Regions from separate parts of the Sus scrofa genome. Here region 2 is linked to region 1. The links are chromatin contacts, called in public Hi-C maps. All regions are on one chromosome and are shown on one strand. Each heading gives the region's core, a stretch centred on a gene start, on an enhancer-like site or on the middle of the called end of the contact. The rest is flanking DNA. Distances are from core to core; before and after follow the strand shown. Region 1 holds the start of EFCAB5 (EF-hand calcium-binding domain-containing protein 5). Region 2 overlaps EFCAB5 (EF-hand calcium-binding domain-containing protein 5).

What was found. A called contact is a pair of places that touch in the nucleus more often than the background predicts.
Region 2: a contact with region 1 is called in a Hi-C map of embryonic fibroblasts, with 6 times the contacts expected there. The contact joins the enhancer-like site here to the promoter of EFCAB5 in region 1. A contact is called at or near these places in 3 of 47 Hi-C or Micro-C datasets (embryonic fibroblasts, epiblast stem cells and fetal heart ventricle) and 1 of 2 datasets of contacts at active chromatin or transcription factors (alveolar macrophages).

The regions. Positions count from the first base shown.
Region 1 is chr12:46,081,715-46,087,511 of Sscrofa11.1, forward strand. EFCAB5 (EF-hand calcium-binding domain-containing protein 5) reads left to right here and starts at 3,501. Exons shown (of 24, transcript XM_013981195.2): 1 at 3,501-3,858. SSH2 (protein phosphatase Slingshot homolog 2) reads right to left here and starts at 4,006. Exons shown (of 20, transcript XM_021067518.1): 1 at 3,840-4,006. The coding sequence starts at 3,902.
Region 2 is chr12:46,194,300-46,200,096 of Sscrofa11.1, forward strand. The region is part of intron 23 of EFCAB5 (EF-hand calcium-binding domain-containing protein 5); the gene reads left to right. Among named protein-coding and RNA genes, the nearest start is that of NSRP1, 14 kb to the right of the region's middle. Within about 2 kb of position 2,207, at least 10 of the 83 cell types and tissues checked have an H3K27ac peak or open chromatin away from gene starts, as enhancers often do.

The DNA.
Region 1 (5,797 bases), core at 2,251-4,750:
GTTTTCAATGCAGTGGCTTGGGTTCAATCCCTGGCCTGGGAACTTCCACATGCCATGGGCATGGCCAAAAAAAAAAGAGCACTATACAAAATTTTTTAAAAAAGCATTTTATGGTATTTCACTGTGTTTATATGACCCTGGATCAATACAGATATCCATTCAGAAAATACACACAAGAAAGACAGAAGGTAAGAGATAATTCTTAAATTGCCCCAAATGAATTAGGAAACATCTATCATCTAGGAAAAACAATGTAGTCTAAGAGTTGGCATTTCTGACTCCTCCTCCCCTATAGCCAATCAGTCCTAGGTCCCTTTTTATCTTCTCCACAATCCCTTACATCTATCCTTTTCTTTCCTTTCTTTCACATTTCCAGTTCAGGCCTTTATTATCTCACACCTGGCCTACTCTAACAGCCTCTAATTGGCTCAACTCATGCCTTCTCTCCTTCTCTCAACTCCCTCTGGCCCACAGCTGGTAGATCAATTTTCTTAAAACACCACTGTGATCACATCTGCTCAAAAACCTCCTCGGACCCTCCATTATCTTCTCTGTCAAGTTCAAATTCCTAAGATCAGCCAGCAGTCCCTTTGCAGCCCTAGCTGCCTCCTCACCTTTATCTATTTCTACTCTTCCAAACAAATCCTTCCTCAAACTGGTCTATTTAAGTCCTTCAGATATGCCTTGTATGTTTCTGCCTCTAAGTCTAGGTGTACACAGCTTTCACTCCACTTGGAGTACCTCTCTGCTTTCCAGGTTATAGCTTGGCCTATAAAAATTCAATTTAGCTTTCAAGGCCTAGTTCAAAAGCCACCTAACTATGTATACTTCTCTTTGATTACCACAGGAAGGAAAAAGATGGAAGATTCTAAAGTTAGACACATCTGAGTGTCACTGGGTACATTCCTTAATAGCTCTTTACCTCAGTTTCATCCATAAGATGGGGATAATAGCAATTTCCCTCGGGCATATTGTGAGGAGTAAATAAATTACTCCAGTAAAGCACTTAGCATGATGCCTAGTATAGAGAAAGACTCAAGCAGTGTAGGTATCGTTATTATTCCTATTGCCACTAGTGAATTTATCTTAATTTGAATTCAGACAAACTTATAGCCATTACAAACTGGCTGCTCATGAATATAGAGTACTATTCCCCTCACTCCCTTTTTCTACTATTACCTCATGTCTGTTCCTCCTCCCGTCCCTGTCCCACCCCTCCAGCCCCCCATTCTTCCCAAGATTACATGACCCTGACAGATAGGGTCAAAATCTTATACATCTTAGCACTATAGTAGTCATTCACACCCAGTAGATGATCAATAGATTTGTATAATCCCTAATAAAAGAATATTGAAAAGCTGATAGTATTATCTTACCTCCTGCACTGAAAAAGCATACTAGAATAGTTAAAATGATTTATTAAAAAATCTAAATTTCCAGCCTCACAAAACTAAACCTCTCCTTTCATGGTTCTATAGATTCTTTATGATCTCTTTTAAAACAAACAACTCAACCTATTCATGCACCGAGAGATGCAACAGCAAATATATGCAGGTCAGACAGCAGCCAAATATTAGAACACAAGGGCCATGAGACAATGAAATGAAATAAGACAATTTAAAGGTAAAGGTAAACAGGCTCACAGTCAGGCTAAAAATGCTGATTGTTTCCCTTTCTCTCTCTCACACACACACACCCACACCAGTCCCAGGACTCCTTTACTTCCAGGGCCACACACAAACTGAAATAACCAGGCTACTATACCAAGTAGATGTAGAAATATGTCATTCAGTTCAACAACTGAGCCTACCACATGATCAATTTAATTACCTGTGTCAAAAAGTATCTATTAACATACCTCTAAAATAACCAAGTTTTGACTAATTAAGTCTTATTAAGTAGATACGGTATTACTATACACTAAACATTCACTTCCAGAAAATTAGTATGATAACATGAAATACATATATAATTATTATAGTATAAACTATTTTCAACAATGCCCAGGGAAAATTATGTCACTATAATACTGGTTCCTGGCTTACCTGCACAACTCAACTAAACTTCAGTTGCTTTCTCAGCCAAAATCAGGCCCAAACCCAAAAGGTAGAGCGAATTAAGATGGTCTGATGGTATTTTAATGACTTTCTAAAAACTAGCATATAAGAATAAAGTATATTGAATTTACATCCCTGATACTTGTCTTCAGAGGACCCTTAAATATTTCACTAGCTTTCACGTGCAGTTATTCTCAAATCACATAATCCTAAAAGTTGCAAAGAGCCTTAGAAGGCCCCCCCACCGCAGGAATTCTTTTTACCAACTCCTAGGCAAAAGGTCCTCCAGCCTTTGCTTTCAGCAATGGGCACTATTTTGCAAGACAGTCCACTCCACTGTTTGAAAATTCCTCCTTACAATGACTGGAAATCTGCCTCCTTGAACTTCTCTATCCAAGGATCTTAGCTAGTTCTGCTTTCTGGAAACAATACAAGGTAAGGTAATCTATGAAGTATAATCACCTATAGAATTAGGATACAGCTGCCAATTTGGCCACACAAAGTGCAAAAACTAGCACAAGAGAAAAAGAAACCAGCACCATACACAATAAAAATTTGAAATTCAGGAAACTATGTTGAAATTACAAACCAGGTTATTTTCAAGATATCAAAGTTCACACCTCACTTAAAATATAAATATTTAGATTAAGCAGAATTTTTACAGTGGAAGGTGGTACAGTGTTTACTGAATGCCTTTTTGCAAGTTGAAACCACTAAATCCACCAACACAGCTTTAAAAATTACAGTTCTGTAGGAAATTCAAAATGGTTTTTCCAATTGTTCATACATTCATTCGATCTTTTCCTTCTAAAACATCTGGATTTTTTTTTTTTTTTAAGATCCTATTTCGCCCCACTGGTGCAATATTTTATTTGAAAAACTAAACATTTGGGGGGGGGAGCCTAAAAGAATGGAGTGTATAGGAGTGGGGGTGGGGCGAGGAACCAAGGCTTAGAAGGGCCCAGCAGGAAAAGGCTGGTTACTGGGTATTTTCCTTCTGGAAGCACGCTTCACTGGCATAGGCATGTGAAGTAACGAGCCGTACACACGACCCAAGAACAAGAACGATCATGAGCAGCTGAGTGTAAGGCATAAATGTCTGTAAGATGTAAATGAATTGGCACTGGTCATCAAGCAGCGCCAGATGCTTTGGGACCTTGTAGGGGAAAGGTAAGAGATCCAAGGAGCAGAGACCGCGGCCACCCTTTGGAGGAGGCGAAGAAGGGAAGAAACCGAGGAGTAACTACCGTTCAGCAGTCCAATGAAGCCCGAACGGACAGAGCACAAGAAGGACAGCAAGGGACCAGGGGGAAAGCAGACACCCGGAGAGCCCGGAGAAGGGCGTGCAATGTGCGAATATTGAACGGGTCCACGAATTGGGTGTGGGTAAGGGGATGTGGGTGTGTGTTAGGGGCAACGATGGAGTCCCAGGGTCCTCTCCCTGCAGCGGAGCAACGGAGGGTGAAGGAAGGGGGAGGGCGAAAAGCAAGAATGACTCATTCCCGAAAGGAAGTGCTCAAGCCAGAGGAAGGCATGCCACAGGGGGGTTCGGGGCGAGGACTGTGAGGCGCCAGGTGCCCGGAGTGATGGGGGCACAAATCAACGTCCTGTAGTTCCCGCAGCTCGTCTTTAAGATGGGGGTGTGGGGGGGTTCGCGGCAGCCGAGTGCCAAGGCCTGGGAAGCGGCGCGGCGCGTGCGCAGTGGCGCTCGGCGGGACCCGCTGAGGCAAAGCGGAGCCGCAGTGACAGAAGCGAGCGGAGCGGCCGCCGGGAGGGACTCACCGAGGCGCAGGGGCTGGAGGTAGTGCTGGGGGTAGGCGACCGCTGGACCGTGACCAAAGCCATCTAGGCGCTGCTGGGCTGTTCCGGGCAGGGCATTCTTGTCCTGAGTGTGGGGGGCGGGAGGGTGACGGAGCCGGGATGGGGCAAGGGGTGTGGGGAAGGGGTGAGGGGAACGGGGAGGAGGACGAGGCCGCGGGAACGGCCGCAGGCTCCGCACCCACCACCGGACTCTCAAGACTGACGCGCCGAACGGGCAGCTGGCGGGCGGGCGGGCGGGCGGTTCGGCAGCTGCGGGGCACAATGAGCGCTCCCAGTGCGCAGGCGCCACCTGTCAGCAACCGCCTCTCCCCTCGGCGCGCGCCGCCGCCTCGCCGTAACCCTTGAGTTGCCGGAAGCCGGCCGGGTGTGTGCGCCTCGGGCCGCCGCCCCCTCCCGGGTTTCCTCCTGGGCTCTGGAATCGTGCAGTTTGGCCGTGCTGGGGGCTGGGGCTTGCGATGGGAGGCGGGGCGTAGGGGCTTGGGGCGTCTCTCGGGTCCCCACGCCTGAGGGATAACCGTTTTCTGAGGTGGGGCGCAGAGCCTAACCCACCTTAGTGAAAAGAAACTGAGGTGAAAAGCCTGAGGCAAACAAGTTTCCTGGTGGGAAAGGGCGCCGCGGGGTTTGAAACGCTTTCCCCGTGCGTGGGTGGGACTTACTGGGCTAGAGACTTTCCCTTTGACCCCGGCTCTCGGGGGATTTTTCTGAGCTTTTCCACCCTTCCGTCTCCGAGTCTGTGTTTTATGATGAGACTTTTTGAAAGGAAGATTTTAAAATTTAATACCTCGGGAGTCTTCCTCTATTTCCTTGGCCCGTGTCTAAGGACTCCTTCATTATTCTCGAGATGCAGAGAGGCTGAGCGAACCCGGGAGGCCGAGAAAGCTGGGCTCACAGACTTGTAAGGGTCCAACCGGCTATTTACCTCCCACTTGCTTTTTGCTGGAAGAAATTCTCTTAACTAGGATTTGCTCGTTGAGGTTTCCTCTCCTTCGTCTCTGGATGCCATTATTTCATAGACGTATGTGAAATGCCGAGATTAAGTATTTTAAAGAAATAGTTTTCTAAACGATAAATCATCAGTTGAACATAAGCCAACAATGTAATGAAAAATCGACATTAAAGGGGGGGTGGAAATGGCACTATGCAAATACTACTGATTGATTTCACAGAGAAAGAGAGTTGACAAAGCTATTTCTCAATTTGAGTGGATGTGCTGGTACATACTACCATATATATTAAAGCTGTAAAAACACATTCAGGAACTTGCAGTTATTAACCTACCACCTCCTGTTTGTCACTCAAACTCTCTTGGATCTTACTGCTTCTTGTAAACTGACAGAGCTGTCAGGAGCTCTTTCTGGCCACTGTATGGTTAAGTGCCACTAGAGCCCTCTGTGCTGAGCCTTTGTTCTCTCTCTGGGGCCCTGTGGTTGAAATAATTAGCAGGGAGGTTCCATCAAGAATCAGACACTGAGGGTCCCTGTACTGTACAGTCTTCCGTGGAATGTACTGCAGAGAAGCCAGCTGGTAGGCTTTTGCCCCCTGGTGGTGGTCAAGAGAGCCTGAGAGACAAAATTAAACAAAGCTGTATGGTTCACAATTAAACAATCTTGTGTTTTTCTCAGAGCTACTTAGTAAACAGGAAAAGAGAAGACAAAGTTCAGAATGAGAACTTTGAACCAAAGCTTTGGAAATCAAACAGGAAGCTATATTGCATAGGCAAAAAATATACATAGCTGAAAGCTGAATGAATTCAAATAAATGAAGTGTGGTTTATAAACCAAAGCATTATTCTAGATTATTCAAATCAATAGGTCTTAGTAATGTACTTATATGTTAGTTTTCTTACTGACTCAGGGACAGAAACACTGATTATATCTACTTTTGTGTAGCAACATAATCATAAATTCTTTTGGAAGATG
Region 2 (5,797 bases), core at 957-3,456, 110 kb after region 1:
GTTGGAGAAAGTGATGAGCTCTTGGGCCACAGAGAACTGGTCACATATAAGAGTAAATGTACATATACAAGCACACGTTCCTCCATGTGTGTATGTTACTCCACCCGAGACCCCAGGCCATTCACGTGAATGGAACAGTAAAGAATGAACTTAAAGGATTTCTCATTGTGGCTCAGTGGTTAACAAACCAACTAGTATCCATGAAGATGCGGGTTCGATCCCTGGCCTTGCTCAGTGGGTTACCAATCCTGCATTGCCGTGAGCTGTTGGTATAGGTCGCAAGTGCAGCTCGGATCTGACATTGCTGTGGCTGTAGTGTAGGCTGGCAGCTACAGCTCTGATTCGACCCCTAGCCTGGGAACCTCCACATGCCACAGGTGTGGCCCTAAAATGGCAAAAGACAAAAAAAAAAAAAAAAAAAAAAAAAAAGAATGAACTTAGAGTCATTTTTTTTTTTTAACTTATTAAAAAACCTAGGAGTTCCTGTCGTGGCACAGTGGTTAACGAATCTGACTAGGAACCATGAGGTTGTGGGTTCGACCCCTGGCTTTGCTCAATGGGTTAAGGATCTGGTGTTGCCATGAGCTGTGGTGTAGGTCGCAGACGCCACTCGGATCCCACGTTGCTGTGGCTCTGGCGTAGGCTGGCAGCTACAGCTCCGATTGGACCCCTAGCCTGGGAACCTCCATATGCTGCAGGAAGCAGCCCTAGAAAAGACAAATAAATAAATAATCTCATCATTAGTTGGGAAAATGGCTCTGTAGAAATCCCTCACTAAGCCCTCCCTCTCTCCCCTCCCAGCCCCCTCCTCTCTTTGGAGACCCTGGACCAAGTCAGAAGGTTTTCTGGGTTTCTGTGACACATATATTAGGCAGAGAGGCTCAGCACCAGATTCTTAGGACAAGAGGAAGGAAAAGGAAACCCAGAGGAAAACAGCTCCACTCCTCAGGGTGTTTGGGGCATCAGAAACACGAAGCAGTGAGCCAGGGCGGACGGATGAGAGAGAGAGGTTCTCTGGCTTAGGAAGGAGAGATAATCCCAGAAGTTTGGGAGTACTAGATACAAGATTCACATACAAGTCAATACGAGTTAATCTGGAACGAGAGTGATGTAAGCAAAGCTTAGACTTTCTATTGTAACGGCTTCTATGTAGCCTCAGAGCTGCGGGCTGATTCACAGGAGTCTCTGGAATTCATTGCTGGTAGAGTTATCACTTCCTCTGAGGTGCTATTTAAGGAAAACAGTAAGAGCAGCAACAATAAAAACGAATACTTGTTCACTGTATACTGTATACACTGCTTGGTCTACACTTGTTCATTGTTCACTGAGGACCTAAAAATCCAAAAGAAATGTTTTCTATGTCAGTGCCTGGTTGCTGCTCTTCCCTTTGGAGTAGATTTAGGCCATGTCATGGGCACAGCACTACCCCATGTGTGACAGGTTTGTCTGATTGACATTCTTCCTAAGCCCCCACTCATCACTTTGGTCCCCATCCAGCCTGCCAGCCTCTTGGCCTAGAGCCAGAGCCTGCTGCCAGGGTCACTTGTGTCCCTTCAGACTGACACTCCCCTTCTTGAGCAAGGACTGAGGCATAGCTGCTAGGGTCCAATCCAGTCCCTCTGTCAGGATGAGGGTGAGGAGCAGACCCCTCCCCTCTCCACCTTGAAGGTGCGTTCAGGCTCTCAGCCCTTAATAAGGCCCTTCCCTGTCAAAGGCCTCTGCCATGGCATTATATCCATGCTTCAAGGGAATCTTTTCAGGCTCCACCTCTGATTTGCCTATCAGAACTACCTCCTGTTCTCATGTATGTCTCCTTTGTTTCAGGAAAATATGCAAATTTCTGTTTCCTCTGTTTGGCCCCACTTTGCTGCCTAGCTGATTCCTGAGCAGCCTTGATCCCCAATGCTCCCCACCACTTTCTTTTCCAACAGTGTCCTCAGGTGGCAGGAATTTCAATTGCAGTTAACAGAGCTGAATTGAGCCAGAAGATACTAGGCCCTAGGCTCCCCTACCACCACCAGGCCTTGAGCAGCATCACAGTCTCGGCAACAATCAAGAATGTTCACAGACCGCGCAGATGCCATCCCCTTTCTCCTTCAGATGCAGTCGAATCAGGAAATTCTAAGTTCCGCATTTGGGGATAAGAAGGGGGACTCTGTGGGGCACCCTTCTGTCTGTCTCAGAAAAAGAGGACTCTTCGAAGAGCAATCTGTTGCTCAAGTTTATGGGAGCCTTCTAGCTGCAGCTAAGGCCCCCATTCAGTGACTCCACCCAGCATGAAAGGCCACCAGCAATATCTGTTGGTTCTGCCCAGGATGAGGGGGACTGTTGGCATAGCTCCTAATTCACCAAGCCTGTGAGAAGATAGAGTACAGGCTGGTGATGGCCCACCCTTTCGTAGGGCCTCTGCTTCCAACTCTCACCCTACCTCATCCTAGTTCTAGAAAGCTTTTCTTAATGTTTAGAAAAGGCATACTTTCATTTTCCCCCCAGTTTTTTTGAGATAATAACATATAACATTGTATTAGCTTAAGGTGTACAACATAATGATTTGATGTATGCATATACTGTGAAATGATCACCACAATAGGTTTAGTGAACATCTGTCATCTTACATAGTTAACAAATTTTTTTCTTAAGGTGACAATTTTTTTTTTTTTTTTTTTTTTTTTTGTCTTTTTGCCATTTCTTGGGCCGCTCCCACGGCATATGGATGTTCCCAGGCTAGGGGTTGAATCGGAGCTGCAGCTGCCAGCCTACGCCAGAGCCACAACAACACGGGATCCGAGCCGCATCTACGACCTATACCACAGCTCACAGCAACGCCGGATCCTTAACCCACTGAGCAAGGGCAGGGATCGAACCCGCAACCTCATGGTTCCTAGTTGGATTCGTTAACCACTGCGCCACGACGGGAGCTCCCCTAAATTTATTTCTTTATTGAGATAACATTATGGGGTTTTTGGTTTGTTTGTTTGCTTTTTAGGGCTGCAGCCACAGCATATAGAAGTTCCCAGGCTAGGGGTCGAATTGGAGCTATAGCTGTTGGCCTACACCACAGCCACGGCAACATGGGATTCGAGCCACATCTGTGACCTACATCACAGCTCATGGCAACGCCTGATCCTTAACCCACTGAGCAAGGCCAGGGATTGAACCCACATCCTCGTGGATACTAGTCAGATTCATTTCCACTGAGCCATGATGGGAACTCCCAACATCATGTTTCACCTGTAAAACATTATAGTTCCACTTTTGTATATACTACCGCACATTCAAAACTACTGAAATTTTAGTTTCATTTGTCACCATCCATTAGTACCTTTTCCCATTTTCCCCTCCTCCTGCCCTTCCCATCTGGAAACCACTCTTAGCAGCTTTCAAATATACAACACAGTATTTTTAACTATAATCACAAGCCTAAAAATTACAGCCCTCGCCTCGGGAAACCACCAATCTTTTTTCTGTTTCTCTGAGTTCTGTTTTTGTTTGTTTGTTTGTATGTTTTTTAGTTTTCATGTATAAGTGAGGTCACAGTATTTGGCTTTCTCTGTCTGATTCATTTCACTTAGCCTAATGCCCTCAAGCTTCATCCATGTTGTTACAAATGGCAGGATTTCTTTATTTTTATGACTAAATAATATTCCACTATGTATATAATATTTTCTTTATTCATTCATCTGTCAGTGAACACCTAGATTGTTCCCATGTCTTGGTCATTGAAAGTAATGATGCAGTGAACATGGGGGTGCAATATCTCTTCAAGATATATATCCCAAAGTATATATTATATGATAGTTCTATTTGTGATGTTTTGAGCGGCCTCCATACTGTTTTCCATCATGGCTGCACCAAATTATATTCCCAACAACCATGCATGAGGGTTCTTTTTTCTCCACATTATGGCTAACACTTGTTATTTCTTTCTCTCTCTCTCTCTCTTTTTTTTTTGTAATAGTCATTCTAACAGGTGTGTTGTGATAGCTCACTACAGTTTTAACTTACTTTTCTAGAAAGGGTTATTTTATATTCAGGTGGAATTCCAGGCAGCTGTGTTCCAACTTTATATTGAGGCAGTCATATTTGAAGGAGCATTGGGCAGCTTTGTTCAGCATGCTTGGCTACCCAGGACTATGCCATTGCATGCAACTGTTGCTGACATCCTTGCTTGTGGGTGACCCATTGACTCCAGTGACCACTCCCAGACAGCTGTGCATAGCACATCAATAGCTCGCTACTCTCTGTTACTCTGCCTAAAGTGCTCCCAGAACCTGGTGTTTTCTCCCTAAAGACCCATGACTGGACCACCTTGTAAAGGATCTGTTCTTTCACTCCACTTTGGACCTCTGCTGCCAGCCTCACCTGGTTTTTCTGAAGGATGCCCCATACCTGTCCTATGGTCCCCTCCCAGTGGGTTTGGACAGATGGTGTCTACCAGGAAATGTTCTCAGACCTGGAGGGCAGAAGAGCTACCTCCTATTGCAAGTATGACCAGAATCACCTTGCTATCTAGAACCTGTACCTTCTGCAAGTAGCCATACTTTCTCCCCACACCTAAATCCAAGCGTCTACGTGTTCACAGACGCACTCAGCAGGAGGTCCCCAGGCCCTCCACTTTTCCTACAAGAGCCCCAGGGTTCCTCTTCCAAAGCAGCAGAGCCTCTGTGCTCCCACCATCTGTAAAGAAACTCAGGGGACTTCCTGTCGTGGCTCAGTGGTTAACGAATCTGACTGGGAACCATAAGGTTGCAGGTTCGATCCTGGCCTTGCTCAGTGGGTTAAGGATCCAGCGTTGCCGTGAGCTGTGGCGTAGGTCGCAGACGCAGCTGGGATCAGGCGTTGCTGCAGCTCTGATTAGACCCCTAGCCTGAGAACCTCCATATGCCGCAGGAGCGGCCCTAGGGAAAAAAAAAGGCAAAAAGCTAAAAAAAAAAAAAAAGAAAGAAACTCACCAGCTTCCTCAGTAAAACACCACCCTAACCCTCCAAGAATGTCAGTGAAGGGAGATGCCCCACCATCGGGGAAGGACTGCTGGACTTGTAGCCCTGAGTAACGTTTGCCCTCAAGATTCACCTTCCCCAGGAGATCTTTCCCTAATTGCTACCGACTCCACCATGGTGGCTCTGGTGAGTGCTGCTTGCCATCCTTCTTCATTCCAAACATGAGCCAAACTCCTTCCTTCACCTCCCACTGCACAGCTAAAGGTCAGATGGGATTCTACCAACCGTCCAGAAGTAAAAAATATGAATACAACACTGAACTGAATCTGCAAGTGTGAGGATGTGCCCAGTTCTTCTAAATGAGTCAGAATGAAATGAACAAGATACCAAGAACATTGCTTTGTGCTGTTAATTCGGCTTGGAATTGCTTACAATTGGAATAAAACTAATATATTTGTAAGAACTCAGTGTTTGGCCTGGCACAAACTTCAAATCAAGGTTTGATAACACAGAAAAAATGTATTTTTACTTCCTCATTTAACATGGATTCTTTCCTGACAAACTGAAAGCAGCCCCCTGCAGTGCTTTCAGGGCCATAGTAAATTAATGACATATTAAGTGACTGACTGCTATGGCAAATGTGAGTTCTCCTGCCTAAGTAAAAACTGATTGAGGAGTTCCCATCGTGGCTCAGCCATAATAAACCTGACTAGTATCCATGAGGATGAGGGTTCAAACCTGGCCTCATTCAGTGGGTTAAGGATCTGGCGTTGCCATGAACTCTGGTGTAGGAGGTGGCAGATGTGGCTCAGATCTGGTGTTGCTGTGGCTGTGGCTGGCAGCTGCAGCTCTGATTC